2 separate regions of the Arachis hypogaea genome follow, and region 2 is linked to region 1. The links are chromatin contacts, called in public Hi-C maps. All regions are on one chromosome and are shown on one strand. Each heading gives the region's core, a stretch centred on a gene start, on an enhancer-like site or on the middle of the called end of the contact. The rest is flanking DNA. Distances are from core to core; before and after follow the strand shown.

Evidence for each region. A called contact is a pair of places that touch in the nucleus more often than the background predicts.
Region 2: a Hi-C map of an unstated tissue shows a contact between it and region 1, with 5 times the contacts expected there. The contact joins the promoter of LOC112776373 here to the enhancer-like site in region 1. A contact is called at or near these places in 5 of 8 Hi-C or Micro-C datasets (leaf and an unstated tissue).

Annotation. Positions count from the first base shown.
Region 1 is chr19:156,202,244-156,208,635 of arahy.Tifrunner.gnm2.J5K5, forward strand. No RefSeq gene overlaps it. Among protein-coding and RNA genes, the nearest start is that of LOC112776425, 7.1 kb to the left of the region's middle. Within about 2 kb of position 3,623, at least 2 of the 3 cell types and tissues checked have open chromatin away from gene starts, as enhancers often do.
Region 2 is chr19:156,244,783-156,251,569 of arahy.Tifrunner.gnm2.J5K5, forward strand. It overlaps LOC112776373 (2-oxoglutarate and iron-dependent oxygenase domain-containing protein CP2), which reads right to left and starts at 2,028. Exons shown (of 9, transcript XM_025820520.3): 1 at 1,265-2,028; 2 at 858-905; 3 at 396-572; 4 at 152-302; 5 at 1-45. The coding sequence starts at 1,699. It overlaps LOC112780016 (fructose-bisphosphate aldolase 3, chloroplastic), which reads right to left and starts at 6,609. Exons shown (of 6, transcript XM_025824364.2): 1 at 6,172-6,609; 2 at 5,331-5,600; 3 at 5,131-5,240; 4 at 4,945-5,035; 5 at 4,511-4,780; 6 at 3,647-4,307. The coding sequence starts at 6,336. The coding sequence ends at 4,029.

The sequences.
Region 1 (6,392 bases), core at 2,373-4,872:
TAAATATGATTTTGATTTTTATAATTTAAGTTAAAAAAATTTGTTTTAAACTTTATTTTATATACAAAATCGTCTTTAAAATTTAACATAATTTTAAAATTATCTTTTTAAATAGATTATTTTTTAAATGACAAAAATACTTTTTCTTTTTTTCTCTCCATCATCATCTACTCTTCACACGGTTATTATTACCACCGCTGCTAAATAGTCCATTTCTCTCTTCTTACTACCATCATCTCACTCACTACCACTCCATCACTATCTGTTTATGAATCCAACAAGAAAATCCAACCTTCAACAACAACTTCAAATAAATAAAAACCAAAACCACAATTCAACAACACTACTTTAATAAACAAAAAAAATCAGTATCATCATCGTCAAAACAAAAATTAACAAGAACAATAAATATCTTGTTCTTCCGCTAATTTCTCAAAACCAAAGAACTAAAAAAGCAACAACAATCCAAAAACAAGAACAAGAATACCACTACTTATGTTTTATAAAATTTTTTGTTAGTTCATCCACAGAGTTTGTGATGAATTCGAAAATTAGGAATTGTGATGAATAAGAACAAAAATTAAAAGCTTGAATCTTAAATTGTATGTGATGATAGTGACGGTAAAACTGCGTGATGATAGTAGCAATGAATCTGAATGGCAGAGGGCAGGGAGGGAAGGGGAAGGGAAGCATGTCGATGATATTAGAAACGCGAGGAACACGATGACGACGACGACGAACATGAGGCGAGGACGAGGCTTTTCTCTCTCTCTCTTGAAGGCATGAGTGAGAAGAAAAACATGATAGGGTTGTGATGGAGATGATGATACTGATGGTATAATTGTTCGAAAGACGATTCTAAAACCAAGTTGAACCTTAAGGACAAATTTAAATAAAAAAAGTTAGAAACAAATAATTTTTGTTGCCTAAATCTTAGGGACTAAAATCGTATCTAGGGGTGGCAATATGTACCCTATCCGCGGGTATCCAACCCGACCCCACCCGGTCGGGTAGGGTTGCCAATCCGATTCGCAACGGGTAGGGTAGGGTGCGGGTAGGGTTTTCGTGCGGCTTGAGCCTCAACCCTACCCGACCAACCCGCACCCTATATATGTATATGTATACTTATATAAAAATATGTTTTAAGTGGATGTTGAACCAAAAACCTCTCACTAAATGCAAAAGATCCTTAGTCATTGAAAGAACATCATTAATGATAACTTAATAAACTTTTTTTTACATAAAAGTCACTTCTATTTTAAATTATCATCAACTTATATAATAATGTTGCATCTTTTTTTGTAACTCGCGGGTAGGGTCGATCGGGTACCCGCGGGTTAAGAACGGATAGGGTTAGGGTTGAGATATTCTCAACCCGCGGATAGGGTAGGATTGAGTTTATATAAAAATTTCAATCTGCGAGTAGGGTTAGGGTTGGCTCCAAACCCTACCCATGGCCACCCCTAATCATATCTAACCTTTAGAATAATTAAAACAATATTATTTTAGCTGTAAAAAGAATGTTTCAAGTTCAACTAATATTTTTATAGGTATAATAAATAGGAATAAATATTATTTTGATTCTTAAAGTTTAGATTCGAAATTAAAATTGTCACTAACATTTTTTTTATTCAATATAGTCGCCAACATTGTATTTTGAATGAAAATTGTTTTTTATTTTTATTTTTCGAATAAAAATAATGCTAATATCTTTATTGTGACTCTAATCTCATTATATACTATCACCATTTTTATATTTAATAATTATTTATTTCATCCATCACTAATAATAACACATCATTTAAATTTAAGAACATCAACAATAACATCATTCATTGCAACTTAATCCTTTAAATTCAATAATATAATAATTTATATTTTTTTTTGAGAGAGTGGGGGAGAGAGTGAGAGAGCACTAAAATTGCTGCCGTTGTTATTCTTGCACTCCAAAACCGCTGCTATTGTTGCTCTATTTGCTACTTCAAGGGCATTTTTCACTCCTTCAAAAAATTCATCTCTCTTTTCAAGTAGTAGTCTCTTAATTAGCTTTATCATGAGGTCATAAATTGCTTCTTAGATCTTGAAATCAGTATTTTAAAATAGTAGATTGTCTATTTTTCTTTTATCACGAGTTCAATTCCCTTAGAAGTTAGAACTCTATATAGTTAATGTTGTAATTTTTTTAAATAAAAGAATCATAATATGAGCTATTAAATTCATAAAGTCAAATTATTTGGCATCAAATTGAGTGATGAAAATTTTTTGTTATTATCTCTTCAATACTTTTTAAATATAACGTCTTTCTTAAAAGAGTCCTGGTAGAGCCAATGTACAAAATGTGTACAATAGTGGGCTATATGAGTTATAAAATGAGCATCACCCATAATATTCAGAATAACCATAAAAGAATCGAACCGAACTCTTAACCTTTCGGATCTAAAATTTTAATACCATGTTATGATACCACTCATCCCAAAAACTTACGCTGATAGGAAAAGATAACACTAATGATTATATCTCTAATACTCCCTAAACCTCCATTATACGCATTGTACAAATATTCTATTGACTCCTTATACTTTCCTTTTTTAAAATTAGAGATATCCCTGGATCGTCAAAGTGAATCTTTGGACTTTAATGCACTTGGGTTTGATTTTTAGTCGTATTATAAGTTTCAAAATTTGTGTTGATAGCTATGGAAAAGGAGCAATTTAAATTGTGAGAAATGCGTAAATGTCCAATTTCATTTGAAATTACGTGCCGATAACCATTATTGTATTGATTTGTTCTAATCTGATGCTAAAACCAGCTTCTGGAATGGTGAAAATATTTAATTTTTCTCAATCTGACTTTAGTAATATTTATATTAATATTGTTAGTAGTTTGAATTTACTCATTTGCATTTTTTTAAAACCCACGATTGGGTACAATAGAAAAAAAAAACTCTATACTAGTTTTTTTATAAGAGAAATATAGCAAATTGATCTCTCCACTATCTCAAAATACAAGAATGTACCACGGACTTTGAAGGTCTTGAAATATTTTTTCCCACAGAAGAAAGCAGAAAGTTCCTTAAACGATTATACCCACATAATCATCTGATCATTTGAAGTTATATATTCATTTGTGAAATTTTTGGACAAGTCAAATGAGTAGTCAACACATGAATCCAAACTTTACTATGAACGATAATTCAATCAAATTCTGATTTTCATTTCCCTATAACTTTTGCGAATTGATAAGGATCATCTCTATAATTATTTTCAATTCATTACACATTGTAAATTGGCTTAGATAATATAACATATTTATCCATAAAATAATAAAATGCAAAGCGAAAATAGTTCAGTTCAGCCGACATATGTGTGTGTGTGTTTTTTTTTTTAATTTTGTTTTTGGGTGTTGTGTGCTGGGAACAACCAAGAGATGGAAAAGAGAATAACCCAAAATGGAAAAGCCCTTAGACGTAGACATATAAATAGTTACAATGTAAAAAACATGGAATGGAGTGGGTTGGCTTACCTTACATTGGATTCTATATTGTGCTTAGCAACATCCACTTCAAGACAAGGCCCACACTGAAAGAACTTTTCTCGAACCAATGTGAAATTCGTGTTCACATACAAACCTACAATATATTTATAACCCTAAAAGTGAATTGCATGATGCATAGTCACACTCACACCACACATACTCACATTGTTATTAGTGGTACATTAATTAATAAATTTAATTTCAATGCACTATTAATATAAAATTATTTTATATATATATCTAATTATATAACATTAGTAAAAATATTTATTTTTTATATTATTTATGTGAATAATTATTTATAAAAATAATTATAAATATCATAAAAATGTTTATCCTAAAAGCTTAAACTAATAAGAAAAGAAAATATAAATAATTATATCTCTAATATTTTTTTTTGGATTTGTTTAATTTTTATAATATAGAACTTTGATTCCATGTCAAAAATTAGTTCATCCCAAAAAGTTAAAACTGATAAAAATAGATAACATAATTAATTGCGTGAATATCCCATTTAGTCTTGACAATTATTTCGAAAGGGCAACAAGATCCAAAAAAAAAAATACACCCAATTTAGCTCCTAATTTTTTTTGGGACTGATTAGCCCCTGTGTCAAAAAAAATAGCATTGACTTTTTTTGGCACAAAGTCTCGTTGTCCTTTTGAAGTAATTGTTAGAGGTTAGATTGAGTTTTTTTTTTTGTCAAAGACCTCGTTGTCTTTCAAGATAATTGTCAGGGACTGTTTTAAATTTTTCTCTAAATAATTATATTTTTAACCGCGATTACACCACTAATACATCAAAATTAAGCTCTAACTCTTAATTAATTAAGCTAATGAAAGGCAAAAATGATGGCATGAAGCTAAGGTTAAAAAGGGAAATGCGAGTTTTTGCATTCATGCGGGATCCAATGTCGTTTTGCATTGGAAGGGACCCCCTCACGCGCCGCTTCCTTGTTGCATTGCACGTGCTCTATCCTTGCTTAGAGTCGGTTTAGTACTAAGTAGAATTATTGAATTATCCGAAACCTAATGACATAATTATGACGTAATGCTGAGGTATATCGTTTAAATTCTTATTTTTATAACCTACAATATCAAAGCTGTATTATGTAGTATTTTTCTAATTGAAATACATATTAAATAATATTATACGAATATATATGTTGTACATATAGTGTTTTTCTCTTATGATTATTGTCGTTACCTTCACGTTTGTTTATTTCTCTCTTTGCTATCACAGTGAAAATCAAACCAAGACGCAACATCATGTTGATCAAGATCACAATGATTTGGCATTATTCATAATGTCAACAACTTCATTCCTTTAATTTCAACACAATTTGGGCCACATACACCTCTTTATTAAATTCAATTTGGAGAATTCGTTGTACCAATCATGATAGTGAGGTTTACAGTGCACTTGTTACAATTAAGGGTGTGAGTTACTGAATCGGATCGAAAATTACCGCAAACCGAATCGAAAATTATAACAACCGATTTAAAAATCGGAAAAATCAGTTTTTTTTTTTTTTGTTTTTTTACAAAATCAATCGGTTCGGTTCGATTTTCGGTTGGCTCGATAGAAATCGAACCGAACCAACTCGAACCGAAAATATGCATTAATTTCAATATTTTAACCATTTTAACCTTTAATCTAACAACAAAAATTTCCAACCCCTAACCATTTCAATGTTTTACTCTTATTATTTCAATTTATTGACTATTTTAAACCTCTAATTATTGTGATTCATATTTTGCTCATTAGAAATTAAAAACTGAAAAAAACCGACCGAACCAAACTGCTGTTGATTCGGTTCGGTTCGGTTCGATTATTGTAAAAACAACAAACCGAACGGTTGTGTGTCTATAGGAATCGAATATATCGGTTCGGTTAGTTTTTGGTCTAAAATCGAACCAAACCGAACCGATAACACCCCTAATTAACGTAAATTATTATAAGAGAGTAATGTGGATTGGAAAAATAGCAACAAAAAAAAAAAGAACAGAAAAGGAATCTAAACCGCTGACTTATTCTAACTATGCTTTTGTAACGTTGTTGCTTTAATTTTCTTTTTTGAGCTATTATTGTGGTGGCCAAATCTATAGTAAAGTGGTGATGATTGAGGTGCACACCATATTATATATGTGTTATTTCTCTATCATGCTCCATGAAAAGGGTGTTTCTATGTGTCTCAGACTCAGTCTTTATCATACCATCAATATGGTAGACAACGACTTTGCTATCCATTACGTTTCAACTTCATTCATTTTCATATTCTCCATCTCCCATTTCCTCTTTTCTTTTTTCTTTTTCACTTTGCATATATAGCACACCCAGCTAGAGGACAAATAAGAAGATAATCATTCACCTTTATGAATAATAATTATCTTAATTATTAGAGGAACTATTCGGAGTCAATGGAGTATCTGTACAATGTGTACAATTGGGGTTTAGGAATATTTGATTCAGTAAGATATCAGATGTTTATTATCCCTAATATTCGGATAGTTATTCAGGATAGTATATGAGTGTATTGTGTTTGAGAAATTAGTAGTATTTTATTTAGATGTTTATTTTTTAACTCATATTGAGCCAAATAAATAATTCATTGTACACATTGTATGTACAAATATTCCATTGGTTCCGAGAATTCTAATTATTATTATTACACAATAATTGAGAATATGTGTATATATAGCTAGGCACATCAATCGTATTAGCAAGTTTCTTAAATTTTTATATATTTGGTGACATTCAAGTGGGGATAAATAATACTATTTTGCATGCTTTATTGAAGCCCTTTATACATATATATATTGTAATTTTGAATTGTCTTTTTCTCGTTATGTTGAGAT
Region 2 (6,787 bases), core at 778-3,277, 41 kb after region 1:
CATGATGAGTGTCCAGAGAGCATCCACCGAATTCAGCAAAGAAAACTACAAATTTTCAAATTGCAAGGGTAAGTACACAACTTGTTTACTTAGTTTTTCTTTATCTTAATTCTGAGTCTCATCCACTCTCATGAAGATAAACAAAAATAACCTCGTGATAAGGGACGTATGAAATCTTTCATCAGTTTGTCAAGCATGCTTTCCATGCCAAAATCATCAAGAACAACACCAAATTTATTCATTGTATTAGGTCGCATGATTTTGAATTTGGACTCGTGGACCCATCTTTCAAAATTATCCACCTAAGCAATCAAATCTTGATGAGAAAACATAAAATGCAAATGTAGAGCAGATATGATAACACACTTGAAAGGGAGCGGAAAGAATTGTGATACCTCAGATACCAACATTTCACAAAACTCTGGTTGAAGCATTTCAAATGTATAAATTCCTCTTGTGGGTTCAGCCAGTATTCGTCTAAAACCTGCTTCCGTATTTTCTCTAATTGCATCGAGAAACGAGGGCACAAAAAAGTTTTCAGCATCCATGGTATATATCTCCTTATATAATGGCTACAAAAGAAAGGTGCAGTCAACAATTGGTAAGATCATGAATAATTAGCACACACATGCCACATATAGAGAAGAAGACAAGATAACAGTTCTCAGGTCAGCAAATTCTGGCATCAAAATGGGATCGTTTCAGGTTCCAATAAATAAGTGCCAAATAAAAGGTGCCTCCATCAGAAGTCTTAGATTATCCCATGAACAGCATTCCAACAGTTAAAGATCATAAATGAAACCATCAAAATTTAGTTAGAAAGGGACAAATCAAAACCCATTCCCAAGAAAACTTACTTGATAAGTGGACATGATCTTCTGCCTATATTCCTTGTGCTTTTGAATCTGTTCAGTCCAACACAGAACAACAAAATGTCAAAAATGTGAACAACAAAATAACGCCAAAGGCAAAAACATAGCACAAAATAGGGGAAAACGTAAAGTATTCATATCACTGCAAAAAGGGGATTGAAATTTGAAAGAGAATAAAAATTTCTCCTTTCCCACTCCAAAAACAATAAATACACAACATCTTCCCCTAAATTCTCTCATAATCTCCCCAAGTCAAAGCAACACTGCATTTCCAATCAAGGGCAACATCAAAATCAAGTTTTTATACAAAACCACGCGCCACCCAAATTCAAAAACCCTTACTTTCCAACAAATTGAACAAAACAGAGAAAAGCTGGGAAATTGAATGATACCCGAACACGATCACCCTCAGAGGAATATCGCATGAGAATGCTACTCATATACTGAGCCTTAACATCACGCGGCTTGTTGAGCATGTCGGGTGGCATGTATTGCTCCAGCGAGCTGAACACGCGTGGGTCGAACCCCAATTGCAGGTCTTCGTAGTTATCGGGCTTGTGGTCTTGCTTTGGGTCCGAGTGCAATCGCGTCGAACATGGCGTCAACGATAACCTCTGATTCTGTGGCCCAGCCACGTGTCCGTTTCCGATGATGTTGGTGGACACGCGGGGGTGTTGTTCCAGCTGTTGTTGTTGTTGTTGTTGTCGTTGGTGTCGCTGCTGAAGATGATGCTGCTGCTGAATAAGAACCTGCTGCTGTTGCTGCTGAAGAAGCTGAAGTTGTTGCTGATAGGTTATGCGGGGAAATGAACCGTTTTGATGAGCCATTTTTGAGAGAAAAGAGTGAAAAAGAAGAGGGCTTTATTATGTTTTATGAGAACATTGACGGTGGTTTAGGGTTCAGAGGAAGTAACGTTCAATTTTTGAGAGCGGAAGAGAGTCTCTGACTCAGACTCAGACTCACTCCCATGTGGAAGATCGTCGTCTCTTGTCAGTCGCTTCACAGTGCTGAAACCTCAAGATCTTAATCAACATAAAAACCAGAATTAATTATTCTTCCATGAATATAATTTGAAGGGTCACTCGTTTTGTAAATTAGTCATAAAACATATTTTTAATCAGATTTGTTTTTTAAATATTTTAAATTAACTATGTTATTTTTTTGTCAATTTTTTTATTAACGGTATCAGAATTTATTAATGTGGTAAGTTAAGTAATATTATAATACACATATAGGAATCTTAATTAATTATTAACATGATAAGTTTATAAAATTAGATCAAATCAAAACTAAATTGAGAGTAAAGCACTCAAATTCTTTAATTTGGAGTTAATTTGATTTAATTTCATAAATTTATATGTTAGATTAAGATTATTAGGTATGTGTTGTGGTATCTTTTAACGTGTCACATTCACAAATTTTAACGTCTTTAGTAATGAAAGTATTAGAAGAACTAAAATGACTAACTTAAAATTTTTTAAGGACAAATTTAATTATTTTTTTTAAAAGCTAATTTAAAGAAAGAATCGAGAACTAATTATAATATGTAAATTTCATTAAGCCAAGATAATTGTCTATCTTTGGATGTTTTATGGATAAAAGATTTATTTAAAAGAAAAATGATTGAAAATCTAAAAGTATCCTCTTAATGATCATTTTAATTTTTTAACTTTAAAAAATGTATATCTAAATTTGTATTCATTTAGTATTTAAAAATAATTAAAAATAAATTAAGACTCCTAGTTATTACTTATTCAAAAACTATTGAGTTTTTTATTTTGATATTTTAAGCTGATTTATAAGTGTTAAAAATAACTTTTATTTTGGATTTAGATAAGAATATTATAAAATTCTATGTTTTTTTTTATTTTTTAATTTTTTACCAAAGAAAGGAAGACTCAAATCCACAACTTCTTAGATGAGTATAAAAAAAACTATGTCATTTAAACTATAAACTCATTAACATAAAATCCTATGTTTGCCCATAATTGAATGTTAGTATATAATTTTTATTTTCTATGTTTTTCTCTTATTTTTTTATGTACTTTTTTTTGGTCATACATAATTACACACTAAAGGTTCTATCATAGCCCACCTACTGCTGAGATTCGAACCTGGGATGTGGCTATTACGAGGCCGACATTTTCTCTTGCTTTTCTCTTGCTTATACCAATAAAAAACGATGAAGATAAAATGCTACTAAAACAAGGGATACAAAAGAAAAAGAGGCCATATTTGTTCATCAAAGTTCATTTGTCATTAACTAAGTTGGATGTCATTAACTAAGTTGGAGTGGTCCAGTGGTTAGTTCACTAATCTGTTTAAACAAGCGTTGAAAATTCGAATCCCACTTTGTACCTGCAACAACTTATTAGCCAACAATAAACACTTAAATAAAGTTTAGATTGATCTAGTAGTTAGCTCACTAGTCCGCTTAAACAAATATCGAGAATTCGAAAATAAAACTTTGATCCTTGACGGATTAGATAAAAAAAAAAAGTTCATTTGTCACTACTTCAGCGTGATTGAAATTTTAAAAACTTATGCTCAGTCAATCTCAGAACAATTTAGAAATTAACTTATTATTATATAAACAAAACAAAAAATTGATTTGACTATTTATTCTATTATAAAAATCCTATTTAATGTAATATAAAACAATATTTTACATCGGTCATTTATCAACTAATATAAATGAGAAAATGCCAAATCATCTACATATTACTAAATCAGTTTTGGTTAAATATTGTGGCAAAGGAAAGAAACAATGCTAGTTAACGAAGAAAAACTGAGCGATTATTCGCACTTCTCAATACTAAATATTGCACTCATAAAGGATCCGATATACAGCCCAATATTTAGTTTCCTATCACAAATGGCACTATTGAGTATTGAACAAAAGCTATGAATAATAGCACAAATAATAACTAAGTAATAAACTTCGTTTTACTTTTGTTTTTTCCAATTCCGAAATTAAACTTAAGGCCAACCTGGAGTGGCACCAAGAAAAGCTTGCTTACTTGCTCCCACTTTATTCAAACTCAGTTGCTAAGTGTTGAAAGGAAAACAAAAATACAACACCATCTAAGTCCTTCTCAGATTTTGCTGATGCTAATTACGAACGAGAAAGATGGTTAACTTATGTGCCAAAGGCTTCTAGTAGGTATAGCCCTTGACAAACATTCCCTTCTTGGCTTCTTCGCTTTCACCCTCGGCAGAATATCTTCCCAACTGAGCCAAGGAGTTTGCTTTTGCGCGCACCAAAAGAGACTTTTGAGCCGCTTCCACATTCTCGGGGCATCCTTGCCATGTCTTGAGCACAGTGTTCTGCAGAGCTCGTGCATATGAAAATGAAACGTGCCATGGGTTGGGACTTTGGTTCATTGCGTTAAGGTTCAGTGTTGCTTCCACTTCAGATTGTCCACCAGACAAGAACTGAAAATACAAATGGAACATAATTTACGGTTTATTATAGTGATTGTAACTTCCAAATTCTAGTATAAATGCAATCTTAAATGTAAAAAGTAATTAAAATTAGCATCATCTCAAATCCTAAAAGACACGATACATGCACTCAACACGATCATAATGCTACGTATCAATTTGTGATAAGAGGAAACAAAGAACAATAGATGTACCATGATTCCAGGGACTGCAGGAGGAACTCTTCTTCTAAGCATGGTAAGTGTATATTTGGCAATGGTTTCTGGAGAAGCCTTTTCCTTGTGCTCGGCCCCAGGTGTAACCATGCTAGGTTTGAGCAAAATTCCCTCAAAAATGACATTGTTTTGAGCCAAATAAAAGAAGACTTCTGACCAGACCTTCTCTGCCACTTCTAATGTCCTCTCAATCGGGTGATCACCATCTAGAAGAATTTCCGGCTCTACAATTGGAACAAGGCCATTGTCCTGCAAAGAAACACAAATGATGTCCATAAATGTAATATAATTGGTAAATCAATTCTAACTTTTCACATATGCATGGAGACCAAAAGGATAAACTAAGGAAATGCACCTATTACTATGAGAATGAGCTAATTTCAACAGAAAGAGAGTCAATAGTGAAACAATACCTGAGAGATAGCAGCATATCGTGCAAGTCCCCATGCTGCTTCCTTAACAGCTAATGCAGAAGGACCACATGGAATGCTAACAACTGTCCGCCTGTACAATACAAAAGCAAACAATCAGTTACATTCAATTTCGATAGATCTTATCCCCAAGAAAATTTCTTAGAGAATAAAAGAAGAATGACTTACCACTTGGCAAATCGAGCACCTTGCTTGTAGTATTCAGCAGATCTTGAAGCCAATCCATCTAGCCCTTGGCACCAAGATTCATTGTTTGATCCTGGTAGTGGGACCAAGCCCTAAAAGGAGACAGAAAAAAGGATTAATTACTAATTAGTAATAGTAAGACAGAATTCTAGTGACATGAAAGAATTACTCAAACAAGAAACCTTATCAACTTTGATGCCAGGCACAATGTTCTGCTCACGAAGGCAATCAACAAACTTCTTTCCATCGGTTGTTGACTGGTAAAGGGTTTCCTCAAAGAGAATGGAACCAGAAATGTATTCACCAAGGCCGGGTGTGGTCAGCAGAAGCTGCCTGTAGGCCTGACGATTGACCTCGGTGTTGTCCAATCCTATCGATGCCAACCGCTTCCCACAGGTGGCATTGGACTCATCAATGGCAAGAATTCCACGACCAGGAGATGCAATAGTTTTCTATACCACCAACAAAGAAAACAATCATAGGAAATCAGCTGCAGCCATAGTAAACCTTCCAATATGCTATTACCATCTACCAATAACTAAACTAAAACCTAGCCCACTACAGAAGAAGGAAATACATATCTTAAGACAAAATAGAGGAATGTCAGGCCAGCAGCAACTTTTGTGATTTGTAGCCATCAAATAACCATCAGTGATGGTTTTAATGGTGTGAGATTTCATCCAATGGCTCACTTCTCTTTGCTGGTTATATGCTGGCCAGAATTTAACAAAGTTGCTGACCCCTAGACTTTTCCAACAAAGATATTTTCATAACCTAACTCACATGACTTTACTGTAGCATAAAAAGTCAAACAACGTAGAAGTAAATTAATAAACAAAATTAAAAACAATAAAAGGCTAATCAGAGACGCTAACCAATAATCAATACAAGAAACAGTTTTTTGAGAGAATTTAGCAGAAAAGAATCAGAGCACGCGTTGAAGAACAAAGATGCATGAAGGATCAACGTTGTGAAGGAAACAGAGAGAGAGAGAGAGAGAGAGAGAGGGAAGAAGGGACTAACAGCGGTTTTGACGAGTTCGTCGGAGTAAGAGGTGGCGCGGATCGGGAGGGAGACACGGCGAGTGGCGAGGAGAGACGAGGATCCGGTGCGGGAAGAGAAGGAGTTGTTGGAGATCCAGGGGGAAGACAAGGAGCTGAGCTTGGCGAAGCTTGCACACGCGGCCATGGCTTCGATCAAAGAGAAAACGAAAGGGGTTGGGATTTGCAGAGAGAGAGTTGTGAGATTGTGATGGGTTTATGTTATGTTTGTTTGTTTGTGTCTCGGTGAGTCCGCGGTAGGTGAAGCTGATGCAAGTGGAAAACAAAACACAACTACCAAGCGGAAATACCAAACCTACCCAACACAATTATATCTTTTTATTTATCTTTTTTTCCCATCTTTCAATAAATGGATAGGATATGATTCTCTCATATTTTAAATTTTCGGAACAAGATATCAAACGAGTTTATGTTGTTTTAAAGTTGGATGATCCAGTTAGGGGTGCACATGGCCGGGTGAAGCCGGGTTTGATTTGATCCAGACTCGACCCAAAATATCCACCGGGTTTATTTATTAGACTCGAACCCGACCCTAGACCCGATGAAACCAATACAATTTCGGGCCACAATTATACCGG